Regions from separate parts of the Rattus norvegicus genome. Here region 2 is linked to region 1. Evidence: chromatin contacts called from public Hi-C data. All regions are on one chromosome and are shown on one strand. Each heading gives the region's core, a stretch centred on a gene start, on an enhancer-like site or on the middle of the called end of the contact. The rest is flanking DNA. Distances are from core to core; before and after follow the strand shown. Region 1 overlaps Cers6 (ceramide synthase 6). Region 2 overlaps Cers6 (ceramide synthase 6).

Region 1 (7,009 bases), core at 2,064-4,563:
TTATTGAATATTTTTGCACTGATATTCATAACTGAAATTTTCCTGAAGTCCTCTCTCTTTCTCTGTTCAGTCTTTGTGTGGTTTATGTATCAGAGTAACTGTGGCTTCATAGAAGAATTGGTAGTGTTCCTTCTGTTTCTATTTTGTGGAATAGTTTGAAGAGTACTGGTATTAGCTCTTCCTTGAAGGTCCGGTAGAATCCTCTGACAGTAGACTTTGTGTGGGGGGGGGGTGTTAATGATTATTTTTATTTCCTTAGGGGTCATAGGAACTGTTTAGATAGTTTACTTGATTTTGATTTAACTTTGGTATGTGGAATCTGTCTAGAAAATCATTCATTTCATCTAGATTTTCCAGTTTTGTTGAGTATAGGCTTTTGTAGTAGGTTTTGGTGATTTTTTGAATTTCCTCAGTTTCTGTTATTATGTCTTCCTTTTCATTTCTGAATTATTAATTTGGATACTGTCTCTGTGCCTTTTAGTTAATTTGGCTAAGGGTTTATCTATCTTGTTGATTTTCTCAAAGAACCAGCTCTTGTTTTTGCTTATTCTTTGTTTCCAACTGGTCGATTTCAGCCCTGAGTTTGATGATTTCCTGCCCTCTACTCCTCTTGGGTATGTTTGCTTTTTCTGTTCTAGAGCCTTGAGGTTTGTTGCTTGTATGGGATCTCTCCGGTTTCTTTATGAAAGCACTTAGTGCTATGAATTTTCCTCTTAAGACTGCTTTCATTGTGTCTCATAAGTTTGGGAATGTTGTGCCTTCATTTTTGTTGAATTCTAAAAAGTCTTTAATTTTTTTCTTTATTTCTTCCCTGACCAAGTTATCATTGATCAGATAATTGCTCAGCTTCCGTGTGTATGTGGACTTTCTGTTGTTTTTGTTGTTATGAAGTTCAACCTTAGTCCATGGTGATCTGATAGAATGCATGGGATAATTTCAGTCTTCCTGTATTGTTGAGTCTTGTTTTGTGTCCAATTATATGGTCAGTTTTGGAGAAAGTTCCATGAGAAGAAGGTATATTCTTTTGTTTTGAGGTGAAATGTTCTATAGATATCTGTTAAATCCATTTGCTTCATAACTTCTGTTAGTTTCACTGTATCTCTATTTAGTTTCTGTTCCAATGGCCTGTCTATTGGTAAGAATGGGGGTTTGAAGCCTCCCACTATTAATGTGTGAAGTTCAATGTGTGTTTTGAAGTTCAGTAAAGTTTGTTTTACAAATGTGGGTGCCCTTGCATTTGGGGCACAGATGTTCAAAATTGAAACTTTCTTGTGGTGGATTTTTCCTTTGATGAATATGAAGTGTCCTTCCCTATCTTATTCGATAACTTTTGGTTGAAAGTTTATTTTATCAGATATTAGAATGGCAACTCTAACTTGTTTCTTGGGGCCATTTGCTTGGGTGACCTTTTTCCAGCCTTTTACTCTGAGGTAGTGTTGGTCTTTGTTATTGAGGTGTGTTTTTTGTATGCAGCAAAATGTTGGATCAGTCTGTTAGTTTATGCCGTTTTAGAGGTGAATTGAATCCATTAATATGGAGAGATATTAAAGACAAATGATTGTTCGTTCCTGTTACTTTCGTTGCTAGAAGTAGTATATTATGTGTGTGAGTGATTCTCTTCTTTTGGGTTTGTTGTGAAATGTTTAATTTCTTGTGTTTTCTTGCATATAGTTACCCTCCTTGTGTTGGAGATTTCCTTCTAGTATCCTGTGTAGGGCTGGATTAGTAGAAAGATATTGTTTAAATTTGCTCCTTTCATGGAATATCTTGGTTTCTCCATCTATGATGATTGAGAGTTTTGCTGGGTATAGTATCCTAGACTGGCATTTGTATTCTCTTAGGGTTTAGATGACATCTGTCCATGATTTTCTGGACGGCCTCCTTGGAGGCAGGTAGAGCTTTGTGACCTGGGTTAGAGCCAGTCTCCTGGAAGACAGGCAGTGCTGTCCACCTGTGTTTCTGGTTAGAGCAGGCTTCATGTTTTCTGGTTACTGTGGACCTCCTAGGAGGCAGGCTTTGTCCCTGGTTACTGCTGACCTCCTAGGAGGCAAACATGCTGTAGTGTATGGGAGGGTATTGAGCTCGCTGATCTGCCCTGGGTGGGAAAGCAGCTCTACATGCCTTTTTAAAGATGAAGCTTTTCTTTTGGTCTTTGAGTCAGATGTCAGGCCAGTGGAAAGACTCATCTGCATAGATAGAGGAAGGTGACAAGAACTTATGTGTTGCTATATTTCACAAGGACCCACACCTCTGGACCCAAGCAGTGCTATTCATCCATGATTATATTTCCTAAGTTCTACGGCCTCAACTAGAGGTCTGCCTCTGGGAGGGGGTGGTATCTTCCATTCCTTACGATATTCTCTTCAATGGGGAAGTTTTTATTTGGTCTTCTGAGGGAATTCCTCTCAAGTTATTCTAGAGAGCCTAGAAAAATCTCCACTTGGCCCATTGTAGCTCTAACTATCCTTCTGGAATCATGACCGCCTTCAGCCCCCATCTTTATAAATACCAACAAGTGTGTTCTTGAGGTTTTAACCTCCATGGAAGCACCATGCCTCTCACCCAAGGCCATTCTTTGCAAGGGCTCTCACAATGCCCTTGTCATCTCCCAGGGCCAGTTCTTGTTCTGTTTGTCCCTCATCTGATGGGTTCTCTTAACCATCCCCACTGCCTCTTCACAGTCACCATTCCCCTTATATTTGTCCCTAAGAAGCTATGGGTAGGATATTCACTAACCTGAACTCCAGACTGCACAGAACTGGCTTTAGATCTGGCTCTCCCCATTATCACAATGTGACTTTGGAGAGCTTGGTATCTGGGTTCCTCAGCTCTGAAAAGAGAGCTCTGAGTAGTTTTGCCTTACGCAGCTGCCATCAGGAAGAAATCACAGCCTCGGAGCCTCTGCACATGGAAATTAGTAGGCAAATTAGAAGGTACTTAGGTGTTTACTAGGTAGTCAGTGCAAAAGTGGGGTTTAGAAAGAGGAGAAACACATACTGTCTACCCCAGAGGAAAGAGACACTTTGGGTAAATGCCTCAGCTAGAATTCAGGGTGTAAAGACAGGCACTGGGAGGGCTGAAGGAAGAGGAGTAAGAAAATATAGTTGCTAACGGTAAGAGCTCCCCTGAACTCTGCCCAACAGCTTACAGCACCATCCCCAACTGTTTAGCCTGGAGGAGATGTTCTCCATCCTCTCTGTGAAGCACAAAATTGAGTCTCTGATTGCTCATTGTCATCTGGGCCTCAAGAGCTCGGCAGTACATAGAAAGGTGCTGGCTAGAATCCCATCAAGTAGCTCTGATCTTTGTTGAGCACAAGCTGCCCCCTACTGATGGTGTTGGATGCTTTCAGGTTAGATGGGCTTTAGTGACTGAGCTCCTATGGTGGGGTTTCTCCCTAGGGACCTCTGCAGAACATGGAGGAGATTCATCTGTGAACTAATGGAGTTCTTCAGGCTTACAAAAACTACATTCTTAATACATTAGAAGTGACTTTTTCTCATCAAAATTCATGCAAACTAATATGGCCAGTTCAAGGGTAAGAACCAGGTAGTTGCATGTTGACAACTTGTGAGAAAAGTGGCATATGTGTGTTCAATTAAACACACTGATGTCATTTACAATCAGAGTAGGTTTGGGAACTTGCTTGGATGAAGTGAGGTGGGAGATTGAAGACTAGGCCAGGGCACTGCTAATTAAGCACCATGTTCTGGCTACCCCCACCAGAAGTGATTGGTAACTATCACACTGTTTCTGTTGCGCAAATAACATTTTACTGTGCTCCTTTCAAATGTAATAAAAAATCAATTAAAGATTAAATATTAACTAATTCACAGTAGACAAGATTATGAGTTCTCAATCTTGAAAGGGCACCATAAATGTTGTCCAGGAGAAAGATCGGGTGAACAGTGCTTACACAGCAATTCCCTGCTTCATTTATATCTGTTTTCAGAAGCCATAAAATAATGGTGCTTCTAGCAACAGAGATAATACTGGTCAATCTGGACACACAGCCCCGGCTTTCAGAAGCTAGAGAAGCTATTGCCAACCCTTCAATTAGCTAGAAGTTTGTAGTTATTATAATCGATCATGAGATTTTTGATGAGGGTACCTTTCAAAACTCCTTATGGTTTATATGTATTTCAAGAACAATATTAAATTGGTTTGGATTGTTTCAGAATAGCTGTGAAAATTAATCTCTTAACATATTCTTTGCCAGAAGAAAGTAAGGCAGGGACCATGCATCTACTACGTTGTATAACTGAGTTTCTCACATGACATCCTTTGGTATGATTCTAAAACAAGGGTCATCAAACTTTTCTGTAAGGACCTGGTAGTGTTGTAGAGTTGTGGGTGCTCTCTGTTGCAGTGTTTCAACTGTGCTACTTGAGCAAGAAAGTCACCTAAGACAGAAAGGAAACAAAGTGGGTACAGGAGTGTTTCAATAAAACTTTATTTATAAGCACAGTTATGGCAGTTTCTCTATCTCTGCTTTGAAGTGGAATAACTTGTAAGCCTTGAAGGAATGGAAGAGGAGGAGGAAGAGCAGGGAGAGGAAGGAAGAAGAGAGGGAAACAGAGGTAGGAGAGGAATCATAAGATGATGTCAGTTAGTTGCAAACTCTGCTGTTGTCCTGTTTCCTGGAGCCTTCGAAATCTGTAAGTGCCTAATGTCTATTCTTTGAGCAAAATTATAAGTTATTAATTGTATGTATTAGCTTTATTAAATTCAAGACAGCTAATACATTTTCTTCGCATCTGAACAAAGACTTTTCCACTGTCTTGGTTTTTAGAATTATTTATGATCTTCGCTGTCTGTGAATGCCTGTCCCAGCCCTCAGTTAGAACCTCAGAAGCCTTATGCCTTTTATGAGGTAGCTTAATAATTTTTATTCAATTAATCCCAAATGAAAATTTAAGGAAAAATTCCTTGCACACAGAGTATGTGGGTGTGATGTAGCTTTTTATGGTTGTCTTAATAAAGGCAGGTACTTTGAGATGAATTTGTGGTCCCTTTACAAGGTAGAAGGTATCCTTTCAAAGACTCTAACATAGCAAACATGGAGATTCTGTGTTATCTAGAATCTGGCATGTGTGTCTTGGTGAGTGATTATCTCTTCGGCTTGGTTGTGCTAATACTTTGTTGTGTATAAAATTCCCGTAGAGAAGAAGTAAAGGTGCTGGTTCTTTTTCGTTTTGTTTGTTTTTAACAGTTGGGGACTCAGCCTTACTAAGTTTTGCCATTAAAATGGATGACTTATCCTTGAGTTCTTTCATTTTCGAGTTTTTCTACTGGAATTTGGGTCAAGACCACATGGGTTCCTTTTTTCTTGTTCTGATAACATGTGAGGGACCATAACAAGGTAAGATGGTGGAGGCTCTGGGAAATGTTGGGGAACACAGAGGGAGCTCTTGAGGATGGGCGATTCTGTCAAGAGGTAAAGTGACGTTGCAGGTGGTTTAGGTCATTCCTGAGGAAAGGGGTGCTTCTGTCCCTTGGAACGAAGCACTAACCTGAAGGCCGATAGTGGAGGCCATGCCCTTATGTGATTCCTCCTGCAGAAGATGCTTTGGAAAACATCGTCAACCTAAATAAAGCCTAATATTCTGTGAGCCAGGCTTGTGTCTACACACACACACTATCATTTCCGGCAGTAATCAATGGGAGAATGGAAATTTTCCTCCCTGTCCTGATAAAATCCAAATGGACAGTTTTAAAAACATGGTTATTTGGATCAAATTCAGTGCCTGCTCAAAGAAATGTGTGGGGATGACAGGATGTGAGTGACAGGTGTGAGGACTGCATGGCTTTTATAGAGGTATTTGGCTGTGCCTAAGACCTTCCGAAGCCTACAAGTAAAGCAAGGCTGTTGTCCCGCCTCTCCCCTTTGTGTAGGTTTGAATGTAATGGAAATTGATCCTCTGCTATGGCTGCAACTGTGGGCACCGGCAGAGATAAAACGAACTTTTTTTTTGTCCCCAGAACAAGGGGTTTACAGTGAAAGCTCATCTTCACAAAGCAAATTTTGTCTGAGAAACAAGGCTTTTATTTTTGAAAGTTCCTCGTTATTCTGACAGGCACTGTTGACATTTCTATCAGATCCAAATTAGCAAATTTAATTGGGAAGTGGCCCTAATCTTCTGTAAGTGCTTTAACAACTTACATTTATTCGTTTTAAAAATTAATAGAGAAAATCTTTTGTTCTCTCTCTTTCAGTAAGCTGAGGGCAGCTGAACACTAGGGAGGGTGGGAGTACCTAACCCAACTGTTGTCAGGTACTCAGCTACTTGGGTGTTGAAAGCTGCCGATTAGGCATAGGCGGCATAAACTCTCTGAGCTCCTGAGCTGTGCGTTTTGATTTAGTCCCTTGTAAGAATCGGTGTGACAGAGCAGTTGATGGGTTAGGGCTACTTCAGCTCAGCTGTTGTTTTGAAGTGCTGTGCATGGTAAAACACCATTCTCCAGGTCATGGGGAACAGAATTCATCTTTCATTGGAAAGCAGCAGCAGAGCAGTTTGTATTGTCTGCCAGAGGCCTCTTGGCATCATCTGCCTCTAATAACCTAAGAAAGCCCTGGGTAGTGTAAAGAATCGTTAGTATTTCAATAGCTTCGAGAACAGCTATGTGGCGCCTGCGTGCAGTTCCTCGCACAGCTCAGTGTGGTCATCATTTCTCGTCTGTCTGTGAGCTAAGAAGTAACGTAAAGCCTCACTGTGTCTGAGGAAGGGTTAGCAGGTGGTGTGAATCTGTTCTGTTGCGGGCTGAAGCATTAACGGAGGCGAGACAGATTGTTTTCCTGCCGCTGGTGGCTATGCCACTTGTTCAATCAGTTGAAAGGTACATCATCATGTTTTTGTTATTAATTATCTAACCTCATTGATGGAGCTGGCGTATGGTTTAGCGCTCAGAGGTTGACCTCTAGGGGAGGTTATCGATGCCAGGCACCTTCCTGGAAACCAAAGCGACCCTTGAGCGTCTTCACCAAAGTTGACCACAAAGCTTATAAGAG
Region 2 (7,009 bases), core at 3,200-5,699, 41 kb after region 1:
CTTCTAAGGATCCTGTATATAACGTGAGCAGGCAATGGTGGCAAATCCCAGTATTCTCAGCTGTTGAGAGACTGAGGCTGGAGGATCCTGAGTTTAAGGCTAGCCTGGGCTACATTGGAAGCCCTGTCTCAAAAAGAAACAACTACATTGTAGTCTGTTCTTACATAACCTTACCTGTTGTTTTGAAAACAATGAGGCCTGTGCCATAGCTTAGAAAACATGACAGTATTGAACAAACCGAAATGGGGAAACTATATCAGGAAAAACCTATATTTTTATGGATTATTTGTTATAGTGCCAATAACTGGCTGTTGAGTTAAATTGATCACCTTCCTTAAAGAGGGAAGGGATTGAGACTGTGGTCAAAATGTGGCAGCTGTGGGGTACTAGGCTTCAGGAACAGGCAAGTACTGTTCTCTTTTTAGTATTATAAATAGTAAATAACCCAAGTATTTACAATATGAATTTTGAGCCATAAACACCCAGTTATTAGGTATTTAACATTAGGCTGAGTGAGCTATTCAGAACCCAAGTGGATCGGGGATGCCTTTACAAAGCCTTACATCTGAGTAGAGATCGCTTTGATTGTGTAAAGAAAACAAAATCCTTGTGGGCGTTGTGCTGTTTGGTGTTTAGAAATCACTCTCACCATAAGCCGCCTGTGGGCAGAGATTAAGGACACCATTGTCTCCTCTGCCTTGGGCCCTCTTGATATGGTCCTGTGGATTCTCCCTCCACTGTACCAGGCTTTACTTCTCTGAATGGGTTTAAAGACTCATGTTTCTGACCATTTCTTCAAAGGACAGTTTCTTCAAGAGCTTGGAGTGTCCCTGTAGAGGAGGATAGGAAGAAACTAGAAAGATGGGTGGTCAAGTGCTAGAAGCAGTCTGTAGACACGGGACACTGCTAGCTAGCTTCAGAACACAATCAGGGAACAAAACGTTAAACAGATTGTGCCCGGTAAATCTCTCTCGGTCACACACAATCATTAAAGATCCATAAAATCACCACACCTCTTGTGCCCAAGAGGCTTTCGCATGACTAAAGGCATGCGACACAGGTGTGCATCCCAAACTTTTTTTTTGATGATTAAAGAATAAGGAAATTTATATTAACGCAGTTCTTTGGAATATGTGTAATTTATCATCTATTGAAGATCAAAACAAAGCAACATACGTGTACTTGTATGTTTTCGAGCACTGAATTCCGCCTTGGCTGGACACTGAGTATAGAGCAGGCTGTAGGGCATCCTCGATGTTTTTCAGAATTGATTCATGCTCTGGTTCTATCATTGTCAATGGTAAAACACCACTTAGCATCAATGTGCAGTATAAAAATGGCAGAATAATTCTGTTCTTATCCCCAAACAAAACCATTTAAATTTTGTTTTCAATGAAGCTCAAATCAGCAAGTCAACCTGCAACTTTTAAAATCAAACCTATCAGGCCTGTGAGATTGGCTTAAGTTAAAAGAACTTGCTTTTGCAAGGACCCAGATTCAATCTACAACACCTACATGACAGCTCACCAACTACATATAACACCAGATCCAGGCACTCTGATGTCCACCGTCTTATAACCTCCATGGGCACCATGGTGTACATACATACATGCATGCACAACACTCATACACATAAACTAAATCTTAAGTAATAAAGTAAAGTGAGACATTCTGATGCAGTGCAATCCAGTATAAATTTGATATTGACATGCTGAAGAATGACAGTAGCCCAATATTAAAAGCTTTTGTTTTCTGTAATTGAATCACTATGTTTCTATTCACAAAGGCCTTCTTTGCACAGAGAGATCACTGCAGTTGATGGTGTACAGTAGTCTGCAGTCTGGGCTGGGGAGCTGCAGCAGTGTTCTGTAGCACTGTGTACATGTGGCATGTGGTGACCTGTGAGCTCAAAACCAAAGCTACAGTAGAGTCATGTGATGGAACCCAGGCAAACACAGACAGAAAGATCTTGTATTCATTACACACTTGCTTTTTGGTTTTTTTTTTTTTTTGTCTTTGTTTTGTTTTTTGTCTTTTCACATTCAGTTACAAGCCTTCAAACACTGTTGTCATGACTGACAATTTGAGAAGCTATGATATATACACTTCAAAGTCATATCTATATTTACCAGTTAATCAAGAAGACTCTTTTAAAAGAAAATGTAGACCACCTGTTGTAGCTCTTAAGTCTAGGCTCTTGGTGTGGATATCAGAGGATCCGGGGCAAGAGAGCAAATGGAATTTACACATATGTTGTGTGTCTAAATACTTGTATTGCAACTCAAACTGTGAAATACAATCAGTATTCTTAAGATCGTTTCTCATGACCAATATGTTGGCTATTATGCAAAAACTACATCACTTCAAATTAATGTAACCATTGGCTCACCTGTTTGCCCACGAGTGTCACTGAATTCTTGAGAAGGATTATACCGTCCATTAAGGCACCAATACTCAAGAGTTTACATACAAGTGTAGGAACACCAGACAAGCACATTAATATTGGGGTAGAATGTCTTAAATATAAGCAAGGGCTTGCACTGGCCAGAAGAACAAAAGTATCTATGAGGATCTGTGAACAGCTCAACAGGGATCCACAAGCCCGTATTCAGCATGGAAATGCCACTTGGCATCTCTTTATGGGAGGTTTGGCTTGTGCAAAACAAAGCATGTAGGATGGCTCGGAAATAGATTTGTAGGTGGACTGAATTATGACAGGGTGTGTCCTGTGGTACCAAGTTACGTATGCAGTGTCACAGTCTCACACACAGATTTAAAGTTGGATACAGTAACATCAAGAACATCTACTGTTGATAACTTCTAGTTTTGTTAGGCTGCACAGCAGTATGAGGAGAGGACTATGGATCTGGGTTCTAGGGCCAGCTCCTGCTGGTAAGCCTTCTGCATTGCTCTGCCTTGTTAGTGTGAAAGCTGGAGATATGCCGATTAGGAGCCCGGTGAGACTAGCAATTGCACCCCAGTTAAGCTGGGGGCTTGCTAGGGATCCCTGTAGCTCTCGTGGTCTGCTTCAACAACCTTCTGCAGAAAGCCAGTCTGTGTCAGAGTGTCATGAAGCCAGGAGTAGGAAAAGCTTTGCTCTTGCAAATAGAACATTTGTTCAAGCTCTTGAGTGCTTCGTGAGTTCCTGCTAAATGCAACTTCGTACTTTCCTTCTTTGTATTTTTTTTTTCTTACTTTTACTCATGGAGAACAAAGCTTCTGCTTCCTTAGGCTGAGTTCAAAGTTTTGAGAGTCACCCGAGAACAATGCATCTGTCCATTGGGGAATTTTTGCTTGAAGGAAGCAGTCGGACCATGGGGAATTTTAGGTAAACCTGGAAGGAGGAAGAGTCACGAAGCTTCTTATGCCTCTGCTTCAGAAGCCTTTAGTAGTCGCATTAGCTCAGGCCTTTGCTTTGCAGACATGAAAACTGAAGTTTATAAAAGAATAGTAAGGCACCCAACTGGCAAGCACAAGATCCAAGCCCGGAACACAGTGTTTTGACTTCTACTTGAGACGTAATGTGCAAACTGTCAGCTCTTTTCTGAGTAAGCCCACATCTGCCCACACTCAAAGCACGCCTGTTACACTCTGTAGCAATTATTCCAATAGTTAACACTATTGCAGTTATTTTTTTTCCAGAATACTGTCTTTGCTCGTCAATTGCTCTGCTATTATTCAATGCAGGTTTTCTTGGGTTGTTTTGATCCAAAGAAAAACAACATTTTGAAAAAGAGCATTTTGTCATATCAAAATCTCTGTATTTATAATTCTAGAGTTTTGGGGGTTTGGTTAGGTTTTCCTCTAGGTTTTTGAGCATCTCACAATCTAGTTTAGTAAATTCTGACTTATTCTGAAGGGTTAAGTCTTTGTTTAAAAAAAAAAAAATGTTTACTGTCTTTCTCTTGCCAAGGGGAAAGGGATAAAGCCTCTCAGGTACAGAACACCCTCAATATGGCGGGCCTGAGGACAGTTAATCTTGGTGGCAGCACTTCCAAGATTTTCCGAGACATTTCTCTAAGATAAAATATAAAATCATATCCTTGAAATCTTAAATAAAAACAGAGGAAATGTCAGCGAGGAGAGAGAGAGAGAGAAAGAGAGAGAGAGAGAGAGAGAGAGAGAGAGAGAGAGAACGCTGCCTACAACTATTTATATAGCCCAGATTAAAGCTCTGTCTTTCCTGACCACAGGACCTGCAGATGTGTGCCCATACTACCTCCCTTGGGTGGTGTTCTGGGAAGCCAGGCAGTGTCACAATGGACACACTAGAGCAAGGGATCACAAGACAGGTCAGAGTTTTTGTGTGGGTGCTGCCAAGTGAAACACCGGAAAGACCATGTGATAGATAGAGCCAAGAAACCGGAAGTATCAAGGGTCAGAGTCTCAGAGCCAAGGAGATATGATATGAGGCAAGAAGGAGCAAAGGACGGTGCTCAATCTTATCTGTCAGCATTGCTGTTGAGTAAGCTTGGGTCTTCGCAGGTCAGATATCAAGTACACACTAGAGGATACATACACCCACACGTAATGCATGAGTCACATGTGCCCCGTGTTTGGAATTTTTAGTGATTTTTACATCAGCCTACTGATGACTGAGTAGCCCTTATCCAAACTGTTAGTGACTTAGATGTTTCAGATCTCTTTACATTTGCATAAACTTTACGGCCAAACCTCTCTAATCTAAAAGTTCAGAATGCTTTAAACCCTGAAACTTTTTGTATATAATGTTAGGGTCCAAGAAGAAAATTGATCTCTGAGATTGGATTCCAGAAATACAAAACAGGGGTGGTCAACATGTAGTTCGCACAGTGACTAGAAAGCATTTCCCTCCTTGAGAGGGCCAGGACACCTTACATCCAGCTCTCAGTGAGGCCCCATGCTAGGGACAACGTAGTACCTGCAAGACTCACACCGTCAGTTTAGGGTCTGCCCGAACTACATGGAAAGACCCTGTCTAAGGAAGAAGAGTGAAGGAGCGGTCCCTGAAGTTGCTTTCTCTTAGCTTCCCCCATTGCTCCAAGAGTTGGCCTTAAATGCTTTTATCTTGAAGTCGAGGGTATTGGAGATGTGCACGGGCCTCCACCCTTCCAAAGAGAAAATCAAAGAAAGCAGCAGGGGGCTCACATGCCTGTTTTATGAGCTGAGCTTAGAAAGAAGTCTTTGATTTTTACATCGTTAATATTTCATATCTATGTCAAGGTGGTAGCGAAAGGCATTACTTGATTGTCAGTAGGAGAGATAATTATTTGGGGATTTAAAGGTTAAAGGAATGGGCCAAGGTGGGGGAATCAATTAAACTAAACCCACTTCGGCCATTTAGGCAGGAACAAACTGGAACATGGCTATTAGAAACCAGGGGATGAGACTAAGGCCTGTCTCCGGAAACCAGAGCAAGCAGTAACAGACAGAGGGGATGTTCTGCCTGTGTGCCAAGCAAGAGGCCCATGGGGCACTGTCTCTGCTGTCGGATGGCGATGTCTTGGCTCTGAGCATAAACATGGGTAAGAGGCTAACATGCAGCTAGGAGAGCCAAGGAGCACGAGGTGCCTGGGGGCCTAGCGCAGTACCCCAGGCCGCCCATGTCTCAGCTCTCTCCACCTCCCAACCCCAACTGTGGCCATGTTATTTACATTCTCTGTGCTTCAGTGTCCTGTCTGAAAAATAGAGATAAGAGTACCCACTGGGGGATTGGGGGAGATGAGGATTTACCCTGAAACCTTTTGCACAATGTGCACTGCTTGAGCCTGGTTTCAGTGACCGTTGACTCTTACACCTAGCAAGATCAAATAATGTGTGTGACATATTTGACGCTTTTAGCAATAGTAATTGCTCCATGAAGGACTGTTAATAAGGAGCAGAGCAAAAGTCACCTTTACCAACAGGGAAGCAACATCACATCACACAGGCAGGGGTGAAGACAGGCCTGCCTCAATCATGCTGTGAAACACCCAGCATGGCTAAGAGGACTCGGGTATGGCGATGAGGAACATAGGGAGGAGAGTGGGTTGAGAAGAACCCCTGCTCCAGCCAGGAAGTCCAGCCAGGTTAGGACTAAAGTAAGGTGTATTTGACTGAATGTCTCATCTGTAACAATGGCAGGATAGAGCCGGTACATCTATTTCCAAAGACAGAGAAGCAGTTGGCCAGGATTCAAGCTCAGATTCCTGCCAGGGATAAAGAAATCACATCCATGTTTGCCGCAGACTGATAGGCAAGGGCACAGTTATTCAAATGTGATCAGTCGTCGGACCCCCAAGCTACCCTCCCAAGACAGCACTTGCTGATGACACCAGCAGTGTGGAAGTCCAAGTGTGAGTGGGCTGCCCTATAGAAGGGGAGAAAACACACACGTACCCTTCAGTCCTGTTGAAGTGTCGAATGGCCAGTCCAACTAAGATATAGTTTAGGCCTGGAGTTGTTATGGGTGGGAGAAAGGGAGCAAGGGACAGAGAGGCAGACACAGTCGGCCAGTCTCGAAACAGTGAATTCAGTCTCTGGCCTGCAGATGTTAAGCACCCGTAGATTTTGTTCAGTATAATCTTGAATGCCTGCTTGTTGGCATCCACCGTACCTGGCATAACATGCTAGTTAGGTGATTAAATTTTGGTTGAATGTATTTTTCATTTAGATATCTCATGGACATTTGTGCCAGAGAAAAACATAGCATGACCACACTGAGTTCTGTCTTGACTCCCGATGTCAAGACCAGGCTGAAGTAGAGAAACCTAATGTTGACTGAGGGGACATCTCCCCTTTCAGATGGCATGTGGCACTCAGGGACCAAGCCCTGACTCTGCCTCTAGAGAAGAAATTTTGGCACTCTTCAGATGCTCATCGTGGGCCTAATTATTTTATGGTTCTCAGGAGAGATTATTCCAGAAACACAAAGCCCACCTATAACTCCTTGGTGGGAAAGGGAAGCGCTGTTGCAGAGGATGCTGTCCTCAGCTAGGAGCCTCAGTTTCACCCTTCTGGTGAAACACCACCCGGCACTGGGACATAACTC

The links. A called contact is a pair of places that touch in the nucleus more often than the background predicts.
Region 2: a contact with region 1 is called in a Hi-C map of liver, with 7 times the contacts expected there. The contact joins two enhancer-like sites. A contact is called at or near these places in 3 of 12 Hi-C or Micro-C datasets (hepatocytes, kidney and liver).

Annotation. Positions count from the first base shown.
Region 1 is chr3:74,225,593-74,232,601 of GRCr8, forward strand. The region is part of intron 6 of Cers6 (ceramide synthase 6); the gene reads left to right. Among named protein-coding and RNA genes, the nearest start is that of Nostrin, 84 kb to the right of the region's middle. Within about 2 kb of position 3,314, at least 2 of the 93 cell types and tissues checked have an H3K27ac peak or open chromatin away from gene starts, as enhancers often do. A contact at or near this core is called in liver, where this site is marked.
Region 2 is chr3:74,265,437-74,272,445 of GRCr8, forward strand. The region is part of intron 8 of Cers6 (ceramide synthase 6); the gene reads left to right. Among named protein-coding and RNA genes, the nearest start is that of Nostrin, 44 kb to the right of the region's middle. Within about 2 kb of position 4,450, at least 11 of the 93 cell types and tissues checked have an H3K27ac peak or open chromatin away from gene starts, as enhancers often do. A contact at or near this core is called in liver, where this site is marked.